Regions from separate parts of the Mus musculus genome. Here all the other regions are linked to region 1. The links are chromatin contacts, called in public promoter capture Hi-C maps. All regions are on one chromosome and are shown on one strand. Each heading gives the region's core, a stretch centred on a gene start, on an enhancer-like site or on the middle of the called end of the contact. The rest is flanking DNA. Distances are from core to core; before and after follow the strand shown.

Evidence for each region. Promoter capture Hi-C pulls out the DNA fragments that hold promoters and counts their contacts.
Region 2: a contact with region 1 is called in a promoter capture Hi-C map of liver. The contact joins the promoter of Kmt2b here to the promoter of Rabac1 in region 1. A contact is called at or near these places in 3 of 39 promoter capture datasets (cranial neural crest, liver and maxillary cranial neural crest).
Region 3: a contact with region 1 is called in a promoter capture Hi-C map of pre-B cells, with 3 times the contacts expected there. The contact joins the promoter of Sympk here to the promoter of Rabac1 in region 1. A contact is called at or near these places in 2 of 39 promoter capture datasets (maxillary cranial neural crest and pre-B cells).

The regions. Positions count from the first base shown.
Region 1 is chr7:24,970,390-24,974,431 of GRCm38.p6, reverse strand. It overlaps Rabac1 (Rab acceptor 1 (prenylated)), which reads left to right and starts at 1,704. Exons shown (of 5, transcript NM_010261.2): 1 at 1,704-1,905; 2 at 2,118-2,330; 3 at 2,574-2,671. The coding sequence starts at 1,850.
Region 2 is chr7:30,587,292-30,591,397 of GRCm38.p6, reverse strand. Kmt2b (lysine (K)-specific methyltransferase 2B) reads left to right here and starts at 2,672. Exons shown (of 37, transcript NM_029274.2): 1 at 2,672-3,043; 2 at 4,071-4,106. The coding sequence starts at 2,681. It overlaps Zbtb32 (zinc finger and BTB domain containing 32), which reads left to right. Exons shown (of 6, transcript NM_021397.2): 2 at 1-341; 3 at 529-602; 4 at 697-765; 5 at 878-1,042; 6 at 1,191-1,717. The coding sequence ends at 1,468. It overlaps Gm32082 (a long non-coding RNA gene), which reads right to left and starts at 2,619. Exons shown (of 3, transcript XR_003946734.1): 1 at 2,079-2,619; 2 at 1,793-1,879; 3 at 1,039-1,184. Mir3569 (microRNA 3569) reads right to left here and starts at 2,018; the gene lies at 1,961-2,018.
Region 3 is chr7:19,021,942-19,026,262 of GRCm38.p6, reverse strand. Sympk (symplekin) reads right to left here and starts at 1,886. Exons shown (of 27, transcript NM_026605.2): 1 at 1,757-1,886. Foxa3 (forkhead box A3) reads left to right here and starts at 2,724. Exons shown (of 2, transcript NM_008260.2): 1 at 2,724-2,914. The coding sequence starts at 2,846.

The sequences.
Region 1 (4,042 bases), core at 455-2,954:
TGATCCTACAGAATTCTTGGACTAGGAACAAAAATCAGAAGTTCAAGATCATACTATCCTTGCCTACAGAGCCATGGTAGAGAAAGAAAAAATAATAAAGCTGGCCATTTTCTAGCGGTGACCACCTGTAATCCCACCAGGTGGGAGGCAGAGAGGGGAGGATCAGCCATTCAGGGTTGGAGCACTTGGGGCTCTTTGTACTGTGACCTCTGGTGATCTCAGGACAAGACGATCCTGGGAGGGAGGAGTTGCATGGGCCAAGACCTCTCCTGGGACACCCACATACTCTGCTTCAATCACCTAGCACCAGGAAGGAGCATCCGCTTTGACAGAGGGACTCAGCACAGGACAGAAGTGGGGGAGGCCCCTTGAAGTCATGCAGCCGGCATTATGATCAAGGTCTCGAGTTCCTGTTAATATCTTCTGGCTTTTTCCCAGTGCCACTTGCTCTGGGAAGCACAGGAAAGAGCTCAGAGCCAAGTCCCATCTCCCACAGCCTTCTCGGATGTCTCCTACTACCTACTGACTCAAAACCCATCTAACGTGAGCCTCCTCCCTCAGGAACCTGAAAGTACCCCCTGCCTCATCACATCTCTACCTCAGGGTCCTCGCTTCCACTGTCCCAAAGGACTCCTTTCCCAGCTTCCAGACACCTATCCTAAAAATCCCAGTATTCAAATTTCTTACATTCTTTGAATTAGTTTGCCACTTTCTGCAACAGTGTTGCCTCTGGATCCCACTGCCTTCTCCACTGCCTTCTCCCGAAGCCCCGACTCCCACCAGGGCAGCAGAGACTTGAGGGTCATGAAATAGAAAGAATTTGCTTAGTCCTCTTAAAGAAACTGAATTGGTTCCCATAGCAGTCAAACCCAGCTGACTTTTGCCGCCAAACTGGTTTCCAAGGTTCTCTGTCTTTTCCAGTACTCTGGCCTTGTGGTGTCCCTCTTTAGTCTTTAGGCTAACTGTACATTTGCAGTCCTCCACTGATCTGAAGCAATGCTGGACCCCAAGTGGGAAACCCAGACACAATTTCCTGCTGAGTGGCCCATACTGAAATCCCAACCCGGAGGAGTTCCGTTCCCAGCACCCATGATTTCTAGACAGCTCATAATTGCCTGTAACTCCAGTTCCAGGAGCTCTAAAACCCTCTTCTGGTGGCACACACGCATAAACATATAAAAGTAAATCTTTTCTTTTAAAATGCAAACATTTATTTTTAAATCATGTGTATCTGAGTGTGGGTATGTGCACATGAGTATGTCTGATTGGCTAGAGCTGGAGTTTCGGGCAGTTGTGAAGCACTGGGTGTGGATGCTGGGAACCAAGCTATGATCCTTTGAAAGAGAAACAAGTAAGCCATCTCTCCTGTCTCACTTTCAAAGTAAATACTTTTAGGAAAGAAAAAGTAAATGAACTCTTTCCCAGACTTGCCCAGTTAGAATCAGAATATCTGAGTTTTCGAACAATGTTTTATTAAGCTCTCTCGAGCCAGAACGACAGCTCTGCACGGTCCACGGAAGTACGTTTCTGCCATTCGAACTCCCACAAAATCCTCTGTCCTGACAGTCCACCTGCTGTAGTCCACGCTGAGCCTCCTGAAACTACAATTCCCACAATGCCTAGAGGCTCCCGACGAGCTCTTAGCATACATCTCCCAAGATGTCTTGCGAGGCAAACCTGCCTCTTGACGCCACGATGACTACAACACCCACAATGCTTGGAGGAACAACTACCGCCCTCTAGAGCTCCCAACGACGCCACTTCCAAAGAGTCCCGGCTGGGGTGGGGCCGCCTAGGTGCTGCTGGGCTCCGGGCTATTTACAGCGGTTCTATCCACTGCAGTGCAGACATGGCGGCCCAGAAGGACCAGCAGAAGGATGCCGAAGGGGAAGGGCTGAGCGCCACGTGAGCAAGCAGGGTGTTACCCCCAGATCCGAGATGCAGGAGTCCCTCATCTCCTCAGAGGTCCTGGGAGGGACTCAGTCCTGTTGGCTCCCTCTCAGGACCCTTCCTCCTAGGGGTTCAAGGTCATGCTTGGGACCAGGTGTGCTAGAATCTGGGGTCCAGATTCTACCCTCTCCCTCCCTTCAGCTGCTCTGCTCTGCCCTGCCCATTAGGACCCTGCTGCCCAAGCTGATTCCATCCGGCGCAGGCCGAGAGTGGCTGGAGCGGCGCCGGGCGACCATCCGGCCCTGGGGCACCTTCGTGGACCAGCAACGTTTCTCGCGACCCCGCAATGTGGGAGAGCTTTGCCAGCGCCTGGTACGCAACGTGGAGTATTATCAAAGCAACTACGTGTTCGTGTTTCTCGGCCTCATCCTGTACTGCGTGTGAGTGCCTCTGCGGCCCCGCCCTCGATAGTCAGACCCCGCCCCCGGCTGCCAGGCCCCGCCCAGACCAGTTAGCCCACTTTGTCACTACAGGACCCGGTCAGTCTGTACTCCTGCATTCACCTGACCAGGATGTGGCCTTCGCTGGCCTAGAAGGACGTAACCTCAGTCTGTGTCCAAAGCTAGAGGGGCCTGGCTGACGCAGCCTCGGATACCTAACTCCTGTCTCCCACACTCTTCCAGGGTGACATCTCCCATGCTGCTGGTGGCTCTGGCTGTCTTCTTTGGCGCCTGTTACATTCTCTATCTGCGCACGTTGCAGTCTAAGCTTGTACTCTTTGGTAAGAAATCTCCTGCCCAAATGGCTCCTCGGGCCTTTCTGATCGTGGTCTCACGGAATGCAAACTTCCGAATAGTTGGGACCCAAGACGGCCCCCACCGAGCTGTCCACTAGAGTCACTTAACTTGGTCTTTAAGGGCTTAGACCCACCAGGTGCTCCCCTCCAGTCTCAGCTTCCCAAACCCAGAGAGACCCCAAAGCCCTGGCACCTCTGTCTCTTGTAAATGACTTAATCCAATTCCACTCAACCCCCCCCCCCCCCCCCCACGGAACGCATCAGCTGCAGATACCCACACTGCACACCAGGTGGCGACCTCATGCAGGCCTAGATCCGTGTTCCTTCCCAAGTCTTGGCCCTGATGATTCTCAGAGGGGAAGGCTGAGATCTGTAAGTCCGGTGGCCCCAGACTGTCACCAGGACCACTGGAAAGAAAGGTGTCAGGGAAGACCCAATGAGGGGAATCCAAAAGTTTCCGAGGAGACTTAAAATAAGTCTTTCATAGCCCAGCAAGCTTAAGGACCAAACAAAGATAGGCTGTGGCAAAGAAATAGACTGAAGCAGGTCAGAACTTGGCTTCTGCAGGTAGTGGTCACTAGGACATACACACTTTTCAGGCATAGGAGAGCGTGGGGCGGGGGTGGAGGAAATTAATATATATGTACTAGGGTTTAAAGAGTGTGTTGCTATGCCCTAGCCTTAAAAAATGTGTAATGCGGGCCCTCTGGAAGAATACGTGCTTTTAACTCCTGAGTCACCTTCTCCAGCCCCCACAAACCAAATTCTCGCAAGGTGCATCAAAGAACACATCCTTAAAACCAGAAGCTGGCCTGTGCCTCTAATCCCAGCACTTGGGAAGCTAAAACAGGAGGATTGCTACAAGTTCAGGATAAGCCTAGCCGGGCGGTGGTGGCGCATGCCTTTGATCCCAGCACTCGGGAGGCAGAGGCAGGCGGATTTCTGAGTTTGAGGCCAGCCTGGTCTACAAAGTGAGTTCCAGGACAGCCAGGGCTACACAGAGAAACCCTGTCAAAAAAAAAAAAAAATCAAAATAAGTGCCTAGAGAGATGGTTCAGCAGTTGAGTACTCAGTTGAGTACTGTTCTTGGTTTGGTTCCAAGCACCCAAGTCAGGTGGGTGCCCATGGCCACCTCCTCATGGGCACCTGATCTTGGGCACGTATGCGTGCAGGGCATATACACACAATTCAAAGAAATAAATCTTAACAAAGGAAAAAAGGGGACAAAAATCCTTAGGTCAGATTTGACTGTGGAGCCACCAGCCTGAGACTCCCGGTGACCAGGGTGGAACATCAGGCCCTAGTCTGAAGTGACCTGAGGGCTCCTGGGAGAGGTGAAGCTAGACAGCAGAGGTG
Region 2 (4,106 bases), core at 1,423-3,922, 5.6 Mb before region 1:
AATGGGAGAGAACAGGAGATGTCACACAAGCATAAAGCACCCGGAGAGAGGCCTGAGATGGCAGGAGCAACTAGGATGATGAGCTCAGAGGAGGTCATGCGAGGTATCGAGAGCCACAAGGGCTCTGAGGAGAGTCTTCGTGGGTGCCCTGATCCCCTTTCCCCACCAGGTTCCCTCCTAACTAGCCTCATTCCCAGGCCCTGGTGGGCTGAAGTCCCTAGGTTGGGGGAGGGCCAGTCGGCCTTGTGGAGCATCTTGTTGTGGCCCTCCAGATACGGTGCTCCCTTCTCCCATAGTACCCCCATCACTGCGGCCTGGCAGGTCCGGCCTCAAGATCAGAGGTGAGTGAGAGGCTTAAAGGAGGACATCTAGGCAGGGAGGGAGTGGCTCCGGAGAGGCAGCAGTGATGGTTGGAAGGGTTCAGTGTACATTTCCTGAGTTAGAGACAACAAATATTGTCATCACAAGACAGGCCAGAGTCAGTTAGGTTCTCAGGCTTTGCCAAGACTGTAATTCTTCTCCACCCAGGATCCCACTGACCTTGAACCACTCCAAAGCTCTCTGGAGTCAGAATCAGCTGGCTTCCTCTAGCCCCACTCCAGGTAAGCCCCTCAGTATTCCACACAGGGCTTTTGCCCAGTGGCTGGGCTCCAGGAGTCCAGCCTTAGCAGGGCCCCTACTTCACTCTGTTTCCAGGATCTTTTCCCCAGGGCACTGAAACCCTCAGCCCTTGGCAGATAGAAACGTCTGGGCAAGGGTTCACAGGTAAGTAGGGTGAGAGCTGCCGCCTCCCCTCTCCTCACCAAATCGTTTAGACATTGTATTGATTCGGCCTCAGGGATTCTGTCTGGGTCACGCCATTTCTCTGTCCACACAGGCACACTGGCAACCTGTGTGAGTCAGGAGCGCACACTGAACTGCCCATCTCACCAACACCCTCCTTTACCCTCTCCTGCTCGCTCTCGGCCCTATTCTTGCTCTGTGTGTGGAAAGAGGTTTTCACTCAAGCATCAGATGGAGACACATTACCGAGTCCACACAGGTATGGGCATCCTGCCCAGTGTGAATTTATCTTTTTCGTTTCCATCGCCGGCCTGCCAGCTCCTCCCTTGCCCTATTGCTCGACGCACCCCTAGCTTGGAGAGCCTTCGCCCATTTCTTCCTTCTCTGGCTTTCTCCTCCACCTGTAGGAGAGAAGCCCTTCTCCTGTAGCCTCTGTCCTCAGCGCTCCCGGGATTTCTCTGCCATGACCAAGCACCTGAGGACACATGGGGCTGCTCCCTATCGATGCCCTCTGTGCAGGGCTGGCTGCCCTAGCCTGGCCTCCATGCAGGCGCACATGCGTGGCCACTCGCCCAGCCGGCTGCCGCCTGGATGGACCATACGCTCCACCTTCCTCTACTCTTCCTCGAGGCCGACCCGGGCCTCCAGCTCTCCCGGTAGTCCTACCTCCTCTGCTGCCACCTGACCGGGTGTTGGTAGCTTCTCTGGCTTGACAAAGAGTCCAAAGAATGAAAGGCAGAAGGGCTCAGCTAGGGCGGCCTGGCAAATTTAACCACAGAAGAACTGCGAGACAGGAGCTACGAACCCTTCCGGGACAAGCGAGTTGCAGAAGCCTCGGCCTGGCGAGCCCGAGTTAAAGGACAATTAACTCGGTGAAGATTAACTGGGGACTGTCAATTTCATCACTATAATAAAGTTTCCTGTGCTCCAGTCAGGACGAGTCCAGACTTTTCCTCTGTGCTAGGGGGTTTCCACCCTTGCCCTGTAGCGGCCCCTGCTGGCCATTCACCATTCAATAAACAGAGGGTCACACTTCTCCTTCCGGGGGGCTTCGTATAATTCCCGAGGGCAGCACGCGGCAAAGGCGCTCCAGACCCTGCGGGAGAGGAAAGGTGGCTTTGAGGCGCCCCAAGACTCTGGTTCCTCCCACAGCAATCTACCGCGCGCGTAGTCTAGGGCTGGAGAGGAGCGCAGACTGAGGTCCGGATTTCGACCACCGGTCTGCTCTCCTCCGAGTAAGGGACGGAAGACTAGCCTCTCCAGCATCTCCCCTCCGCGCCGGGCAATGCGGCTACCGGGTTGCGCCTGGAAGTGAGACTAATCCAGCGCCGCCGCCCTCCCCTCAGCCAACGCCTAGCGCAATAGCTAACTTCGTCTACTGTGTGTCCGTCGGGTTCCCAGGGTCCGAAGCCAACGGTACCCTGGGAAGGACCCTGGGAATGGTAGTCCATGCAGGTCGCTAGTTCCGACTAGAACAATGGGAGGAGTCTGAGCCGGGAACCACACCTCCTGGAGACCAGGAACTGGTTCTCCTGGTCTCTGTCGCCAACCCGGTATTCCCAGTTCTCGCGCCCCAGCTGTCGGCGGAAGGAGCAAGGCGACTGGACTACATTCCCCAGAAGACCTTGCGCCTCCCGCTCTCAGGCCGCGACGCGGGGTCCGCTCTTCAGGTGCGGCTGGAGGGTGACGGCCGACCGGCCCAGGACTCCTGCTCCCGTGGTGCCCCGCGCGTGGCCAGCCCAGCCCCCGGCTCCTGCCCGCCCCACAGCGGCGCTGGTTGTTGTCGTGAGCCGCAGCCGCCCCGCTTTGCCCCTCCTCCCCTCCTCTCCCCTCCCCCCCGGCCCTGCGCACGGGCTGCCCCTCCCCCCGCCTCCCCGGCCCCTCTCACGGTGCCAAGATGGCGGCGGCGGCGGGCGGCGGCAGTTGCCCCGGGCCTGGCTCCGCACGGGGCCGCTTCCCGGGCCGGCCGCGGGGTTCCGGCGGGGGCGGGGGCCGCGGCGGCCGAGGCAACGGAGCCGAAAGAGTGCGGGTAGCCCTGCGGCGCGGTGGCGGCGCGGCGGGGCCGGGAGGAGCCGAGCCCGGGGAGGACACGGCCCTGCTCCGTTTGCTGGGTCTTCGCCGGGGCCTGCGCCGGCTCCGCCGCCTGTGGGCTGGTGCGCGAGTTCAGCGAGGCCGAGGCCGCGGCCGGGGACGGGGCTGGGGCCCGAACCGAGGCTGCATGCCGGAGGAAGAGAGCAGTGACGGGGAATCCGAGGAGGAGGTGAGGCGGTCGGAGGTGTCTCTAGCGCCGGGTAGGGCGGAGGCCAGGGGCTTGCAGGGCTCCGGATAGCTCCGAAGGGTGTTGTGGACAAGTGGGATTCTCGGGGCTCCTGGAAAGAAGCACGAAGGAAGCAGGCTGCGTGGAGCGTTTGGGTAGCTAGGGCCTTTGAAAGTGATCAGAGAAACCCTGACTGCAGCTAGACGCCTGGAGCCCAATTGGTGTCCTGAGCTGATCTTTCGCGGTAGCAATGGCAGAGCAGGACAGGAGTGGGTGAAGAGGCCATAGGGATTGCATGCCGGACCAGCGGTGGTTGACAGCAGCAGCGTGGCCTTAATTGACCAAGGCTAGAGAGCCTCCTGGGCTCTTACTTGCAGGCTGCCTCCTTGGCCCTTAAAATCCGCGACATATCCCTGCCCTGGTTCCACCAGGGCCCCAGTTGCTCTCTGGTTCTAAGGTAGAGTGGTGGAGGCTTCTTAGGCGCGGGTTGAAGAGGGATAGAATGAATGCTGAGTCTTGAATCTGGAGTGAGTGCAGTCATGGTTTATCCCTCTCAGCCTTTTGGAGAAGGCAGGAGGGTGTGGATTCTATTGCTTAGGAGAGCTAGCTGTCCTCTGAGGGCTCAGAGTGGATTCTAATATGATAAACCATCTGCTCCACCTCTCATCTCCCCCAAACACTCCCCATTTTTAAGAATGCCCTGCAAGGGTGTAAATGGAGGACCTACTTTGTTTTAAGTTGGAATTAGCCCTCATTGTAATGCCTATTGCTTAACTCGAGGAGACCCTCTAGTGTTTTCTTCTGGGCTAGTGAATTACTGATGGCTGTGCTGGAATGGTCTGGTTCAAGAACGCCTTGTACCTTTATTCCTTCTGACCTTGCCTCAGTCTTTTAAGTTCTTTGGTAAATGAGGAGGAGTATGTTAAGGTGGACGATAACTATCATATCTGCAACACCTGAAGCCCAGATGGAACCAGGGCTTTGGTACTGACTGCTGTTTCTCCCCTTCACCCTTGGTCCCCTAAATCAGGAGTTTCAGGGTTTTCATTCAGATGAAGATGTGGCC
Region 3 (4,321 bases), core at 637-3,136, 5.9 Mb after region 1:
TAGGGTGACATACCCCTTTAATCCCAGCACTCTGGGCAGAGGTAAGACGCTCTCAGTTTGAAACCCATCTGGAGTCGCTGGAAGAAAGAAAGAAAGAAAGAGAGAGAGAGAGAGAGAGAGAGAGAGAGAGAAAGAGAAAAGGGGTGGGGGAGAAAGAAAGCCAGGTGCTGGTACACACCTTTAATACCAGTTACTTGGGAGGCAGAGGCAGACGTAGCTCTACAAATTCAAGACCAGCTTGGTCTGCCAAGTGAGTTCCAGGACAACCAAGGCTACAAAGAGAAACCTGGAGGTAGTGGCGGTGGAGGAGGAGGAGGTGATGGATGAGGCACTGTTGGGCTGGGCACATAGCTCACTTGGTATTCAGGTTTTTACTATGCACAAAGCCCCATGCTCCATTCCCAGTGTGTTCAAGTGCTACACAGACCTTCTAGCATACTGTTATCATCTCTTAGGCTGTGCTAGCTGGGGAACTCAGGGCTTGTATAGTAAGAGCACTTGTGTGCCAAGTAACTTTGTAATCCCCCTGCCCCAGTCTCTTAACTAGGTCTGTGTCATCAAGTCTGGCTTAAATCACCTCCAGATGACCTAATTCAACATACAATGTAAACAACGTTGTTACATTGTATTGTTGAGGGAGGATGTAAAATTTTAAAGTCAGTGTAAACCATTTTCCTGACTATTTCAATCTTAAGATTGGCTGAATCCACGCATGTGAACTTCCAAGACAAGCTGATGGTCAACTTTATAGAAACTATTTTCTATTTCACTTTTTTTTCTCTTAGTAAATACTGAGCTCAGTCTATTTTCCACCTTCCTTTCTTTCCACGGTTGCAAATCATTTTATTACGTAAATATAGTGATTTCTGCTAGACTTCCCACTGAAGGACAGCCGGGATGTTTGCAGTCTGGCTATCAGAAACATTAACACTGTTTTCCCCTCTCTGGTTGTGTGCTCAGCATTGAACCGCCCCTCCCACCAGGAAGTACGATGACTTTCCCGTTATCCTAAAGAGTGGATCTCCAAGTGTTTTTGTTTGTTTGTTTGTTTGTTTGTTTTTTGTATTTTCTGTATTCATTCAACGAGCATCGCCTAAGCAACACCAGTGTATGTTGGGCGCGAGCTGTGCTGGGAGGCAGGCACCAGGACACACTCTGTCCTCTCTTACACAGAGCCCAGGGTCAGGGACCTCCTCACGCAGCACACAAATAAAATCCTAATAACAAGTTCGACCACACGTGACGAGAAGGCAAGGCAAGGGGACCTAGGAGAGCCTTCAGCAGGCGGATTTGAGGAAGGAGGGAGGCAAACGGAGGTTTTGCAGGGGCAGTGACGTGGGGTGCCGAGCCCCCCAACCCCGAAGATGAAAGGGAGTTAGGCCGAAGGATAACAGCACGTTTCCAGGGCGGGGGACACTGGGGAGGAACAGCCTGTGCAAAGGCCCGGAGGTGGGAAGCTTCGCACACGGCCAGTCTGGGGAAGTGAAGGGCCCGGTGCAGCAGTGTGCGGAGCGGGGGACGAGCCAGGGCCAGGCTGGTGGCCCAGGAGGTCTGCGCGGCCACGGTGGAACTTTGGCCCCGGGGGACCGGGAAGCCAAAGAAGGCAAGGATGGGTCCCGAGCAGTGTGGGAAGAAGCGGGGGCCCGCGACCCCGCTGCTCCCGGCCCTCGCCGAGGCCCTCCCCATCGCTCGCGCCCCGGCCTTGTCAGCGCCCCCCCTCCCCCCACCCCAGGACCTCACGCCGCCACCCGCTCACCGCGACTCCGGCCTCTGTCCCCCTCGCGCCCCCTCAGCAGCGCCTCTCCGCAGACGCTGCCGCCGCCGCCATCTTCCGCCCGCCGCCGTGACACGGCGCAGGCGCTGCACTAGTAGGGCCGCCGGGAAATGGAGTCCGGCACCGCGGCCGGTCCCCGCCCCTAAGGCGTGCCGCGTCGGCAGCCGCCCGCCCTCCCCGGGCGTCCACCGGAGCGGCCGCCATTTCCGGCCTTCGAGCGCCATGCCTTCTGGGAAATGTAGTCCGCGCTGCGCAGGCGCCGGACGGAAATGGGAACGAAGGCTTCTGGGAAATGGAGTTCCCAGCGGTCCGGAGTCCCTCTCCCTAGACGGCTGGCTAACGTTGAGTGGAGAGTGCTGTGAGTGGAGTTTCTGGGTCTTAGAGGAGATCTGGTGCCTTAATGGGGTCTGAGCAGAAGCCCTGAGCCTTTCCACCGCCGACCCTGACTCTGTACGGAGCCTGCAACATTCGCAGACGTCAAAAGCCTCAGTCTTCCTGTCTGTCCAATGGGAATGTGGTTTCAGGAATCTCTGCGGGCTACTTAAACGGTGTTGTATAGGGACTTGTGGAGTCCTGAGCTCTGTCAACCTCCTTTCTTTCGTGGAAGACATGCGGGGTTCTAGAGTTTCCCTCCTTTAGCTGGAGATGATGAAACACTTAGAGGCAGAAAGATTCCCCGGCTCCCGCTCTGTTGCTCTAGGGCTTTTGGGATCAGCAGGGTGTGGCTCTCTACCCCACGCCTTGTAGTCCCCGACTCTTCATCCATCGCAAGCTTCCAGGTGCCAGGACCGAGGCTCCCAGTGCCTGAGGTCTCTCTTCTTGAGATCCCGCAGGGGGCGCCCCAATCCGAGGGCGCCGCGCTCGGGGAGGCGGGCGGGGAGCCCGGGGCGGGCCCGGGAGGGGGTGTCCCGGCTATAAAAAGTGGCTGCCTCCCAAGGCGCCTGGGCCAGCGGGACTCCCGGGCTGTGTGCCTCAGGTCGGAACTCGGGGCTAGTGCCTGTAGAGAGACCGAAGCACTCGGTTCCCCCAGGGGGGCCTCAGCCTGGGTGTGTGGGGGCGCAGGCCCCGGGGATGCTGGGCTCAGTGAAGATGGAGGCTCATGACCTGGCCGAGTGGAGCTACTACCCGGAGGCGGGCGAGGTGTGTCCTCGGGGATGGCGGAGCGGGAAATGGGGGGCAGGTGTGGGGCTTAAATGCAAGCAGGCGCTGTGGTGTGGGCCCAGGTGGGAGCAACAGACCTGAGGACACAGATTCTAGGTGTGGGAGTCGGGGGACAAGGTTTGGGAGAACGATTTAGACTGCAGATCCATGCGAAGGCTTGCTTCCAACGGAAGAAAATGTTAGCAATGAAACCTCGAAGTTATACTTGAAAGGTGTCGAGCCCCTGAGTCGAATGAACAAATTGGAGGTGGGAACCGGAGCTCTAGGGTAGAGCGATAGAGCTGGAGGACCTCGAGAAATGAGTTCTGTAGTAGAGAGGAGAAATACAGAGACTAAGAGGCATTGGTAGTCCGCAGTAAGGAAAAGTTTGTGCCGGAATTCAGGGTTGAAGACGGGGGTTGGGGGACTTCGGGCAGTCGGGGGTCAGAATTGAGGTTCCGGGATAAAGATCAGCTGAGGAGCTAAGGTAGGGGCACAAATAGGGTGGTCGGGGGTCCTTCTGAGGAATCTAATGTAACAGGTGGCTTAGGTAGACTAGTCCTCAGATGACGTCAGCCTTGGAAGATCAAAAGACAAGAGGATCCACATCTGTGTGGCAGGAGTCAGCCATCCTTACCCCGACCCTCAGCAGGGGCTCTCCAGAATGTACACCATCTAGGCATTGCTAGACTTACATTAATTCCTTCACCCCAACAAACAGAAAGTCCCTCTTCACGTCTAACTCCCGTTTGTCCGAGTGCTTCTGCACCCTGTAGTCCATATTGTGATGGTGGGGAGAAGGGCCGAGGTTCTGGACCCATGAGCTCCTGACATAGACGGCTTAAGGTGGGGGGGGGGGGCTCTCGAACAAGTCAAGCTTCAGCGGCTGAGGGAGGTGGCTAGGGTCTGTATTTCCAAGTTGTGGAATTGGACTCCTGGATCCCTAGGGGTAGCTGGTCTTGGAGTTGGCGAGGTGCCCGGGAGGGGCCTGTCCTAGGTCTGGTGAGGTGTGAGGTGGGGCAGAGCTGACCGGGAAGGAATTGGGAGTGTGCAGAAGTAGAAAGGGAGGGGGCTGGAGGTGTTGGTGACTTTGTAGGAAGGCAGAAGCCAGGGTGGTATCTCAGGTCATTGGGAGTTTGAGCATTGGATTTAAGAGAGCCAACTACAAGTCTGTCCTTCTGGGGACACATCTGAAGAAGTTAGTTGAGGGTTCTAGAGAAGAAAAACTAAAATTTGGGAGTACTGTGTGAATGCTCCCCAGCCCTCAGTTGAGGAGACAGTGTATGTAGAGGCTGACGGAAATTGACAGACCAGTTGTGGATATGCATGCCTGTAAACCTAGCATTTGGAAAGCTGAGGCAGGAGGATGAGAAGTTCTAAGGTCGACTACATAGCAAGCTTAATCTA